Regions from separate parts of the Capra hircus genome. Here region 2 is linked to region 1. Evidence: chromatin contacts called from public Hi-C data. All regions are on one chromosome and are shown on one strand. Each heading gives the region's core, a stretch centred on a gene start, on an enhancer-like site or on the middle of the called end of the contact. The rest is flanking DNA. Distances are from core to core; before and after follow the strand shown. Region 1 overlaps OAF (out at first protein homolog). Region 2 has its middle 25 kb from the start of TRIM29.

Evidence for each region. Hi-C and Micro-C count contacts between places; a contact is called where the count stands out from the background.
Region 2: a contact with region 1 is called in a Hi-C map of liver, with 5 times the contacts expected there. The contact joins two enhancer-like sites. A contact is called at or near these places in 2 of 5 Hi-C or Micro-C datasets (blood and liver).

Annotation. Positions count from the first base shown.
Region 1 is chr15:51,556,421-51,562,927 of ARS1.2, forward strand. It overlaps OAF (out at first protein homolog), which reads right to left. Exons shown (of 4, transcript XM_005689554.3): 2 at 5,808-5,942; 3 at 4,583-4,763; 4 at 1,518-3,367. The coding sequence ends at 3,102. Among named protein-coding and RNA genes, the nearest start is that of POU2F3, 15 kb to the left of the region's middle. Within about 2 kb of position 2,596, at least 1 of the 5 cell types and tissues checked has an H3K27ac peak or open chromatin away from gene starts, as enhancers often do.
Region 2 is chr15:51,622,883-51,629,133 of ARS1.2, forward strand. No RefSeq gene overlaps it. Among named protein-coding and RNA genes, the nearest start is that of TRIM29, 25 kb to the right of the region's middle. Within about 2 kb of position 2,444, at least 3 of the 5 cell types and tissues checked have an H3K27ac peak or open chromatin away from gene starts, as enhancers often do.

The sequences.
Region 1 (6,507 bases), core at 1,346-3,845:
AAAAGATGCCTGGCTTAGTTGTCTTGGGTTTATAAATGAGGAAACAGCTGCTCTTCTCATGAACAGTAACAATATTAATGGCAGCTAGCACAGTGAGCATGCTTTCTGTGAAGGGCACTTAACACATATAAATCCGCTGGAGTCTCACAGTTAAGCCCATTTTGTAGCTGAGAGAGGTGAGGTGCAGAGAGGTAGAGTAACAAATCAAGATGCACAGCAAAGAAGAATCATGGCCAGCAGCAGGCCCATGAAAAGATGTTCAATCTCACTAATTGTTTGAGAACTGCAAATCAAAACTACCATGAGGTATCACCTCACTCCAGTTAGAATCAGTTCAGTTCAGTTACTCAGTCATGTCTGACTCTTTGCGATCCTATGGACTGCAGCACGCCAAGCCTTCCTGTCCATTGCCAACTCCCGGAGTTCACTCAAACTCATGTCCATTGAGTCGGTGATGCCATGCAGCCATCTCTTCCTATGTCATCCCCTTCTCCTCCCGCCTTCAATCTTTCCCAGCATCAGGGTCTTTTCCAATGAGTCAGTTCTTTGCATCAGGTGGCCAAAGTATGGGAGTTTCAGCTTCAGCATCAGTCCTTCCAATGAACACCCAGGACTGATTTCCTTTAGGATAGACTGGTTGGATCTCCTTGCAGTCCAAGGGACTCTCAAGAGTCTCTTCTCCAACACCACAGTTCAAAAGCATCAATTCTTTGGTGCTCAGCTTTATAGTCCAACTCTCACATCCATACATGACTACTGGAAAAAACCCATAGATTTGACTAGATGGACCTTTGTTGGCAAAATAATGTCTCTGGTTTTTAATATGCTGTCTAGGTTGGTCATAACTTATCTTCCAAGGAGCAAGCATCTTTTAATTTCATGGCTGCAATCACCATCTGCAGTGATTTTAGAGCTCAAAAAAATAAAGTTTGTCATTGTTTCTACTGTTTCCCCATCTATTTCCCATGAAGTGATGGGACCAGATGCCATGATCTTAGTTTTCTGAATGTTGAGCTTTAAGCCAACTTTTCCACTCTCCTCTTTCACTTTCATCAAGAGAATGGGAAAGTCGAGAGATCTCTTCAAGAAAATTAGAGATACCAGTCAAAATAGCCATCATTTAAAAGTCTACAAATAACATGCTGGAGAGGGTGTGGAGAAAAGGGAATCCTCCTACACTGCTGGTGGGAATGTAAATTGGTACAGCCATTATGGAAAACAATATGGAGTTTCCTCAAAAATCTAAAAAATATAATTGCCATATGATCCAGCAATCCCATTCCTGGCCATGCATCCAGACAAAACTCTAATTTAAAAAGATACATGTACCCCTATGTTCACAGAAGCACTATTTACAATAGCCAAGATATGGAAACAGCCTAAATGTCCACTGACAGGTGAATGGATTAAAAAAAAAAGTGGTACATGTATCAGTGGAAGACTACTCAGTCAGAAAAAAAGAATTAAAATGCCATTTGCAGCAACATGAATGAACCCAGAGATGATCATACTAAGTAAATCAGGAAGACAAATACCATATAATATCGCTTACACGTAGAATCTAAAATACAACACAAATGAACGTATCTACAAAACAGAAACGGACTCATGGACATACAGAACAGACTTGTGGTTGCCACGGGAGCAGGGATGGTGGGGGAGAACAGATTGGGAGTTTGGGAGCAACAAATGCAAACTAATATATATATGTGTGTGTGTGTGCAACTGAGTCACTTTGCTGTACAACAGAAACTAACTCAACCCTGTAAATCAATTACAGTTCAGCGAGTGTGTGCTGCGTTCACGCCCGCCTCTTCGTGAGAGCAGAGACTGTGGCCCGCCAGGCTCCTCTGTCCATGGGATTCTCCAGGCAAGGATACTGGAGTGGGTTGCCATGCCCTCCTCCAGGGGAGCTTCCCAACCCGGGATCGAACCCGGGTCGCTTATGTCTCCTGCATTCTTCTTTACCATTAACAGCACCTCAGAAGCCCTAAACTAGGAAAAAAAAAACAACAATAAACCTATTTCCAGGATTCGATCCCTGGAGTGGTCTGGCTCAGAATTTTCATCGATCTCACGGTGTCTTTTACTGCTTACCCACCTGTGTCTGTCTCATCTCAAGTGCAGAAGTTTTGTCATAGCTCTTCCTAGTAATAGCCACCCCCAGCTACATCCTCCCCTCTCCCCCGCCAAGACTGAGCACACGGTAGGTGCTTCAGGAGTTGTCCCTAGACGGGCTGTCCCCAAGACGGTTCCCTGGACAGGGACACCGTCTCCTGACACCAGGTGGCAGCATTGGCTAAAAATTCTCTCAGAACTCTGTGTCTAGAGCTGTCAGTCAAGTAAAAATTTAAACTTTTATTTCTGGTACAAATGATAAATATTTTGCATTAAAAATCTGGAATTCAAGTTTTCCTCATACTTCATGCTCCCTCCCTGTCCCAGAACCTTACAAAAATATTTCCGTTTAGAGGAAGCAAGCCGGCACCTGCTCCCTCGGCAAAGTCCAGGTTTGCAGAAAGGCACGTACGGTCTGTGTCAGGGTGGGGACGGCGGCCTCAGAGGCCAGAGTGAGAGGAAGGCGTTGAGATCCGTGCTTGGGGCTGTGCCCCCTCTGGTGCAATGATTCTTCCCCTCCTTGCTGCACAGTGGGACGGTGCACAGGGGCCAGGTCCTTCCCAACGGTGGGGCAGGGGTTGTGTGTAGGGAGGTGGGTACGACAGGCACAGACACCTTTCAGGGTCTAAACCTTAGAAGAGTTAAACAGGAGAGTCACAGGCCGTCACATTTTGGGTGCTTGAAAGTGAACACTTCAGGGAGATGGAGGAGGGGAGGCAAGCTTGGAGAAGCCCCCTTCTCCCTGGGTCCCCAAGGAAGGCACGGGACAGGAGTGGGGGCTGCCTTCATGAGTTAACCCTTGCCACGCCACACTCCTTCACAGTCATGGGTGAGGGGGCCAGAGGCTCCGGGATTAGGTGATGGAAGGAAGAGCAATAAGGCCTCGGGTGTCGGAGGTGGGGGGGGGCACCCCCCTGGCGGCTGGGGGAGGGGCAGTGGGTCCCGGGCAGCTGCCTCGGGGACCACCCCTCGTGCCAGCCTGGCTAGGGGTCCTCATCCCAGAGGCACAGCTGCTTCTGGGGCACGTAGAAGTCGAAGCTATAGCTCTTCTGGCAGCTGCGGATGCCGCACTTGTAGGGCGCTGGGCGGTCGCGGCTGTGGCAGTACTTGAGCATGCAGGGGTACCAGGCCAGGCTCAGACCATAGCGGCAGACGCAGGGCCTCCCACGGTCCCCCGCCTGCCCGCAGCGAGGCAGCAACACCTGCTCCCAGGCCTTGGGGAGAGCCTCGAACACGGAGCCATCCACACCTGGGAGAGAAGGCGGGGGTCAGGGGGTGCGGGGGCCTCCCCACATGGCCCCTTCGGGCATCCCAGCACCCCCACAAGCTAAGCGTTATCACCCTTGTTTTACAGATGAGAAAACGGCCCAGAAAGGTTATTGGCCTGGTTGACGTCACACAGTAAGCAGGGACTCAGGACTGTCTTGACTTCAAGGCCTCCACTTGCCCCTGCCAGTGCTACGCCACCCTACGCTTAAAACCATTACTGCGCTGGACATGATGGCACAGAGGCGTGGGGAGGAGGAGCAGGAAAGCAAGGGAAGCTTCTAAAGGAGGTGGTATCTGAGGAGGGCCAGGGAGGGAAGGGCCAGCACAAACGTGCTGGGGAAGTCAGGGTGGCCAGCACACAGGGCACACACGGGCGGGGTGCTGGGGGCACAGAGCAGCGACCTAGCCCAGGCTCGGCTCAATGACCACGGGAGGGGCCAGCCCCTGGTCCCTGAGGGACAGCATGTGGCTTCCACCTTGGTCTGGGGTGCAGCCCACAGGGGAGCGGCAGGTGCTGTCGGGGGCACGGCCACAGCTCTGTCGGGCATTTCTAAATCCAGTGGTGCCCTGGGAGGAGCAGGCATTTCTCTTACGCTCAGCCAGCCAGGCAGAAGGACCAGGGACCTGGCGTTGGAATGGTGACATCTCTCTGCCCTCCCTACAGAGAGGAGCCGAGGATAGGGCTGGGAAAGATGACCGGGAGATGGGCCAGGTGTGAGGTCACATAGGCCAGGAAGGCAGGGACCACACCAGGATGGGAGGCGTTCTCAAGGGTACTGGGGGAGAAACGCTGGGTCCCCAGAAGGTGTGAAGTGAAGGAGTGGAGCTGAACTCTTGAGAGGCAGCAGCAGAGGTAGCCAGGTGGGAACGGGTGTCTTTGGGCCCCATCCAGACCCTGGTTCCTGCGCATGTCCTCGGCAGGTTTCACCTGTGTTCTCACTCAGGGCACAGATGGGGCAGGGGGTGGAGCTGCCGGGGGAATTCCCTCCCCAGGGCCTAGAAGAGTCACCGTTCTGCGTGTTCCTACATGGAATCGATCCCTTTCATTGACTCCCCTTAATAAAGAGCCTCACAGGCGCCACTTCCTCCAGGAAGCCCTCCCTGACCAGTCCCAGCTGGGTGGAGAACTCCCGTATCTCATCATTGCTCCCCATCATATTCGAGGTGATACAGCAGTGGGCCGCACCCAGCTGACCTTGCTCCAGCCAGAACCGGACGTCCTCCTGGCGGGTGTAGATGGCATCCACGGCCTCGGCACACACGTTGCGGAGATGGGGGCTCAGCAGCGCCCCCTGGCTGAAGTTGACGGCGATGTCCATGTGCATTCGCTCTGGCCCCCGCACCTCCTCAGCCTGCCGGACTGCCCGTGGGTTTTTCTGGGTGGAAGAGAAGAGTTGTTCCCACCCGGCCTCAGTCAGCCCCCTGCCCACTCTTTCCCTGGTCGCTGATTGTCAGACAAGCCCAGGCTGGCTGCCTTCAGATCCTTGGGGCCACCTACAGGGTGACAGTCAGGGGGAACCAGCCCCCCTCCAAACGGTGGAAAAGCTGATACCCAAGGCACCGTCGAGCCTTTTCAGCCCGCCACTGAGCTGACCTCTGAGACCTAAGGGAGAATTCTGACATGTTGCTGGGGGGTGGGGGGTGCTGTTGGTGGGCAAGCCAGGCCAATTGTCCCAGGGTCAATGACCGCTGGCGTCCTGTACTTCCCAATATCCAGGTAACTGAATCTCTCTGGGAAAAGCAGACAGAAGGGTGGGACCTAGGACAGGTCCTGCTGAAGAGTTTAGGGGGCTTACCCGAGGCTGGCGAGAGGCCCGGGGTCAGGGAAGGGACTGGGAGCAGGCAATAGGCTGAGGGGTTCCAAAGCTGCGTTGAACACTTTACATGCTCCATCCCACTTAATTCTCACTGTAACCCATCTCTCACTAAGAAAACAGGGGCTTTGAGGGACTTTCCTGGAGGGCCAGTGGTTAAAAACGAGCTTCAAATGTAGTGGGTATGGGTTCCATCCCGGGTTGGGAAACTAAAATTCCACATGCCCTGTGGTGTGGCCAAAAAACAAAGAAAATAGGGACTTGGAAGGGAGGTGATGTGTCTAGAGTCACCCAGATGGTGAGTGGTGGTGCCACAGCTGAAGGCAGATCTGACTTGTCTCCATCATAAACGGGGAGGGGCTGAGGTTGGGGGCAGGAGGAACTTGAGAGATAGGGGTTCGGTGCAGATTAGGGATCTGGGGTTATGGGATCAGGTGTGGCCTGGGGCATAATCAGGGGGTTCAGGATTAGAGGCTGAGTGTGGGGCCAGGGATTAGGTGGATGGGGCAGGGTGGGAGACTGAGGCTGGGGCGGGTGGGGTCCAGGCCAGAGCTTAGCTGCAAGGGTGCATGCGGGCTCTGGGGCAGGCCTGGGGTGGGCACTCACCTGCCGGAGCTTGGCCATGGCCTCGCTGGGAATGATCTCATTGTGGTGCAGCCGGGTGACGAAACAGAGAGCCTGGAACTGACTCTGCCCCTTCTCCAGCTCCCCCAGAATCAAGGCCCGGAAGATCTTCACATCCTGATGGGGAAGGGCAGAAGGATGGGGGCTGGTTGGAGGGGGTGAGGTCTCACCAGTCCCCCCCCACACACAGTGCTCAGCTCAGACTGCCCTCCCTCAGGGGACACAGGCCTGGACACTGTCCTGCAATGGATACCTCCCTCCCGCTGTCCTGGGAATTTTTTTCTTTCCCATTTAAACCCGTGACTTAAAAGAACACACCCCAGATGTTCCAAAGCCTTCTGGAAAATTCACATAGTGTACCGCTAGAAAGCTTTCCAAAAACAAGGCTGTTTAAAAGTACGGAACTTCACCTTAAAGGAAACCACCCCTTTGGTACCTGGTTCACTCACAGCTGATGCTTCCCTTCTGTGGCACCCCCGTGTTCCCTGATCAGGGTGAGTCAGGGCCCCTACGACCACCTGACCAGGGTGTCACAAGGCAGAGGCTGCACGTTTTATAAGCACAGATTTCAGAGCTCCTCTCGCTGACTTTCCCATTCAGTAGGTTTGGGGAGAATGCCCCCAGTGCTCTAGTCATCCAGGCTCCTAGACACCAGCATCTCAGATGAAGGTGGCGGAGTCAG
Region 2 (6,251 bases), core at 1,194-3,693, 66 kb after region 1:
GGTGAAATCCAGCCTACAACGGCTCCAGGTGGCTACCACATCCTGATGTGGCTTCCGCAGAGAAAGCAGAGAGTCTGTCTCCTTTGGTTGATGGCAAATGTGTTTGAGGGGTGTGTGGAGAGGGGGCCGGGAAGCACAGCAGGGCTGGAACTGATGTCATTCGGCCAGGCTGCTTGGGAAGATGTCATATCCCAACCCCTCGGGAAGGCATTGTGGGGAGAGCCCTGCCAGCCCATTAAAGCCCCTGTAATTCAGGCCGTCTGCCACCCCTCACCCCCCACCCTCCACCATAAAACCAGCCAGTCTCCTCCAGATTCTGGTTCTCCAGATGGCCTTAGAACCTAATCAGAGCCAGACCCCTCCCTGGCCCCTTCCTCTTCCACTGGTCTGGTTATAGCCTTTGGCCATCTTGGCTTCCAGCCCCTTTAACCCCTTCTTCCCTGGCTTCCTTCCTTCTTCTGAGATCTCTGTTCTGCAGCGCCTTCACCACCCACTCCCCCAGATGAGGGTCACACAGAGGACCCCATTCAAAGCCAAGTGTGATGTCTTGAGAGACTCTATTAATAGGTTGGGATGAGAGGCCAGAGCTCCTCCCCTCGGGAAACCCCTGACTTGCCATGTGGCTTCTGGAAAGTCATTTAACCTTGTGGAACCTCAGTTTCCCTATCTTTGGCAACCAACATTTACATTTTAATAAAGAGCTTTCAAAAATGTTTTTCACCTGCAGAGCCTCATTTAATCTTTCAAAAGATAATTATGTTCTTTTAATTACTCTCACAGGAAGAAGTTCATGAGAACGTGGGTTGTGGAGACTAGGAGGGAATACGTGGGTGACCAGTTACTCTGCCAGGCTGGGGAGGGGTCCCCACAGCAGGTGTCACGAGCCTCTCTGCAGGACGGTCAAGGCCTTCTGGGGGAGCGGGTGTGTGCTTAGTCGCTCAGTTGTATCTGACTCTTTGCCACCCCATGGAATGTAGTCCACCAGGCTCCTCTCTCCTTGCGTTTTCCAGGCAAGAATACTGGAGTGTGTTGTCATGGGAGGGGGCAGAATTTCCTAAAAGCTGTTCACCCTTGAGGAGGTCATACAGCATCCAGGGGGCCACAGTATGTGAGTCCACACAGAAAGTGACCTCCAGGCCACTCAGCTTAACGCAACGGAGTGAGGCATGGGTAGCGACAGGCCTTGTGCTTGCCGGCAGTCACCGCCCATCCCCTCCGAAGACAAAACAGGAGGAAAGACAGTAGATAGTAGCAGCAAGGATTGAGGTCAGACTCAGGAAAGTGAAAGCGTTAGTCCTATCCGACTCTTGGTGACCCGGTAGGTGAGGTAGCTCACCAGGCTCCTCTGTCCATGGAATTCTTCAGGCAAGAATAGCGGGTAGGTTGTCATTCCCTTCTCCAGGAGATCTTCCTGAACCCAGGGATCAAATCTGGGTCTCCTGCATTTCAGGCAGATTCTTTACCAATGAGCCACAGGGAAGCCCCTCAGACTCACCAAGTGAAAGTGAAAGTGAAGTCGCTCAGTCGTGTCCGACTCTTTGCCACCCGTGGACTGTAGCCCACCAGGCTCCTCCGTCCATGGGATTCTCCAGGCAAGAGTACTGGAGTGGGTTGCCATTTCCTTCTCCAGGGGATCTTCCCGACCCAGGGATCAAACCCAGGTCTCCCACATTGCAGGCAGACGCTTTAACCTCTGCGCCACCAGGGAAGCAAAATCTCCTATAGAGACACAGAACTTCAGATCCAAATACTAACATCAAAGATTTCAAGGGAGGAAAGGAAGCCAGGTTGAAAGAAGAAGGGGGAGGAGGCAGGAGGGGGGGTGAAAAGGGTGGTCTTACAGACGTCTCCTGCCACCTACAGATACCCAGGCGTTATGGGACTTTTCCCTGGGCCTCCAGAGAAGGGAGGACTGGAACTCAGCCCTACCAGAAATCAGACCAGACCAGAACCAGAATTCAAGTTCTCTGCCAAGAGGAGGTGATCAGTTTCCAATCTTCAGCTCAGGTTGAGGGCCCTTCGACCAGATTCCTGCGTCCAGGACCAGGGGACTAGAAAAACAGGGAAGGATAGGAAGGGTTAAGGAGAGGAAAGGGAGAGGGAAGGGGAGAGAGGTCAATAAAGTCTCTTGTTCCTTACCGGTCGGGACACTTTGGCCAGTTGTCCGCGTCAGGAGGAGACCAGGGACAAAAGGGTCCCAGTTGCAGCCGCTGGGTCTGGCCCATTGGCAGGCAAGCTGGCCCTTGAGTGCCCCGAGTGGTCAGGATGTCAGTCTCAGCGAAGAAGAGTCCCCGCCAGAGTTGCCATTTGTTACAGGAAGGGGGACCCCTTCCAGGGCCTGAAACTGGGCTCTTGTCTAACACACGAAAATGAATTGTCTGAGGAGACACATGTGCTCACCAAGGGCGCTGTCAAAGGGAGCCTCGACAGCTGGTTGAGCAGGGCTGTGGCGACACCCTGTGGTGGGAATGAGGAACCACAGTTTGGTTCCCCGGGCTCGCTGATGGGGTAAAGCAGGGACGCGGCTTATTTGAGCTCACACCTGTGCTGGACAGGTTCTTTCCCCAGCTAACTCTTGAATCTCTGAACCGCCCGCTCCTCTGTGTTCACTCTGATGTTCAATTATACCGCCTCTCTCCTCAGCTTTAAGACAGCCTTCCCTGGGCCAAGTGCAGGGAGGAGAGTGAGGATTCAGTCGTCACTCCACAGGCCAGAGCTAATGACCAGCAGGAGGGATTGCAGTTAGATACCAAAGGGACTTACTGGGTGGAAGATGGCTCCATGGTGGCAGAAAAATCCTTCTGCCTAGGTCAAGTTTGGTGACAGAAGGTAAAGGAAGGGGACAGGCTGTTTCCTAGGGTGTGGAGATGACCACCTCAGGCTGGTCCCTTTGCCAGTGGCCTGACACAGCTGCTCTGATGGATGAGGTGCACACAGCAGGCCAAGCAGGCATTGCCTACCTAGTCCTCAGCCCTTATATGTCAAGGCCAAGCTCTTCTCAGCACCTTGGTGTAGCTTCCTCCTCCAGAGTCCTTGCACCACAGGCTTGCTAAGGACGCTGACTCAGGCTGGGAGCTGACCGGGAGGGGTGAGCTGGGTGTCTTACACTGGGTGAGGGTAAGGCTGCTGAGCTGTGTGGGTTGTGGGTCACAGTAACAAGACTAACATTCACCATGCCCTCTCCTGTGCCAGCAGCTGTGTGCCCACAATCGCTCACAGTGACCCTATGTGGTCGCTCTGTTATTTCCTCCACTTTACAGATGAGAGAGTGAGACACAGAAATTAAGGAGCTGGCACCAAGCCACACAGCTGGAAGATGGTGGGGTCACGATCTGAGTGCCCAGCCCGCACGTGTCACCATTACACCTGCCTACCAGGTAGGATGGGTGGGCTGGACCAGGAGTGGGGCTGCGGGGTCAGCAGAGGCAGAGCTGGAGCAGGAGAGGGGGCTCCAGCTCTTGGTGGGCAGCGGGGTTTCGGGGAGACGGGAGTGGGCTGCAAGAGAGGGAAAGGCGGCCGAGGCACTGGGTCCCCCGAGAGAGGCTGAGCACTCTCGCTCAGAAGGGCTCCAGGTGGTACAGTCTCACCGGCCCAAGAGCAGAGTTCCCACCTGTGGGGAGGGCACACCCATGTTCCAAGAATGAGTTACAGGTGTTTTAAGACAGACCTCTCCCCCATCCCATCCTCCAGATGGTCGCAGGTTCCTGGGGGACCTGCTGCCCCTCCCCCAGCATAGCCTCTGGCTGGAAGCAGCCTCTCACTTAACTTCAGTGGGCCACGCCATGCCCCACGTCATCACTTTCACACGTGCCGGGCTGTGATGAAGTTCGGAAAGCTCTGGCTTAGCCAGGAGCCCTCATGGTCTCTGAATCGTTCCAGGAGCTCAGAGCAGTAGATGCTGCGTCAACAGCCGCCACTACGGCTTCTCCGGTGCCAGGCACAGACAGCCATCCCTACACCGGAGCGCCTGGAGACCCTGTGCGGTGGGTGGGGTTGGGGAGGACTGGCTGCCAGGGTGGCGGTCTGCCCTGGAGTTGAACTAGTTGAAGTCCACGAAGCTCAGGGAATCTCCCGTGGGAAGCTTGTTTCCTTCATCCAGCACCTTCTAGCTGCGTGAACCTGGGCAGGTGACCTCCCTGGGCCCAGATTCCTCATCAGGAAAATGAAGATAAGAACCCCCACCCACCTCCGGAGAGTACTTGTGAGCATTAAATGAGCTTTCCAGTCTTGCTTTGGGCCAGCCGATGGTTGGCGTCAGGGATGGAAAGTGAGGGAGTACACCGCGGGGCCTGTGGGCAGAGACAGGAGGGGAGCCAGAGGCCGGGAAACGGACCTAGAGACAGAAACCTAGGTATTTAATGAATGAATGGGGCTGGACACAGAGCCGGTGCAAAGCGCACCACCGGTAAAAAAAAAAAAAAAAAAAAAAAAAGAAAACAAAAAAACAAAAACAAAAACAAAAAAAAAAACCCCGCTGGACCTCCCTTTAGAAGAGGAACGATCCACATGCTCCCGGCGAGCTGCTGGACGCCGGAGTTCAGAAGCCCCCTCTGCCTCCCTGTTCGGTTTGTCAGTCTCCTCACCCCTCCCAAACTCTTTCGGGAGCCCAGACAAAACGTCCTGGAGTCTGGGCCCCTGCCACCCTGGGACGCTCACGCGGCAGCAAACTCAGGTCCCCGATTCGCCCGTCGCGGGAGAACCCGAGGGCAGACATAAGCCCCATTCCGTCGTTGGGGGATGAAACAGGCCTCTGAGAGGGGCGGGAGCAGCCATCAAAGCCGAGCGAGCCGGGGCAGGTCTGGGAGACATGAGAGCCTGGGCGCCGCCGGCTTCCCACCGCGGCCGTCGCTCCCTCGTGCACCGTCCCGACCTCGCCACACGGGGGCGCCCGGCCTGCCGTGCCCTCCGCTCTGCCTTCTCTCCGCCTTTTAACTCCAGAGATGAGGCCACCCCTACTTGGGTGGCGGGCTTCCCTGGTGGCTCAGCTGGTAAAGAATCCTCCTGCAATGCGGGAAGATCCCCTGGAGAAGGGAACGGCTACCCACTCCAGTATTCTGGCCTGGAGAATTCTATGGACTGTATATCCCATGGTGTCTCAAAGAGTCGGACAGGACTGAGCGACTTTCACTGCTTGGGTAGCACTTTTACAGCTTTGGGGAGCACCTTTTGCTCCATTTGACTCATTTGCTCTGCATCATGAACTGAGGACATATGAGGATGCCACTCAGCGATGTCAAGTGGCCCCTTTGTTCAATAAGCACCCGTGGTGTGCTAAGCTCTGAGGACACGAAGACCCCAGCTGCACTTTGCAGGGCGTGGGGCTGTCTTAAGAACGGAGGTCTTATTCCTGAGAGCAGTAAGGAGTGCTGGAAGAATTTAGGTAGGCCAAGCATGTGAAAAAGGGAAGCAATGGCAAGTTCAAATGTATGTTTCAGAAAGATCCCCTGGCTGCTGCATGGAGAATGCTTTGAAGTGAGCCAGAAGCATTGTGGGGAGAGCAGCGGGAGGCTCCTGAGAAGTCCAGGGTCACACAAATGCAAAATCCAGTGGAGCATCTCAAGAGTCCTGTGGGACAACATTAAGCAATCTAGCATGAATGTATCTGGAGCTCACGAAGGAAAGGAGAGAGAGAGAATGGATACGAAAAACATTTAAAGAAATAATGGCTCAAAACTGTACAAATTTAGTGAAAGACCTCAATTTAGAGACCTAAGAAGCTCAGGGAACCCTAAGCAAAGTAAGCATATGGAAAACCACATGTAGGAACAGATGATCAAGCTGCTAAACCCCAGAGTATAGAAAATATACTAAAAACTTTGTGAGAGGAACAGTGATACAGGGGTGGCCAACTTCTCATAAATGATGGAGGCCAGGACACAACTGAGCAGCATCTTCAAAATGCTGGAAGAGAAAAGAAAAAAAAAACCCCTGCCAACTCAGCATTCAGCAAAATTGTTCTCAGTAATGAAGGCCAACTGAATGAATTTTAAGAAACACTAAGTGAATTCATTAACCATCACATGTAACACTACAAAAAATGTTAAAGGAAGTTTTTCAGATGGAAAGGAAATGATACCAGATGGTAACACAGATTTATATGAAAAATTAAGATTATTAGATATGATAAATATGTGGGTATAATACAGAAGACTATATACATTATTTTCTTAAATTCTTTAAAAGACATATGACTATTTAAAGCAAAAATTATAATACTGTGCTGAGGGGTCTGTTACATATGTAGATTTATA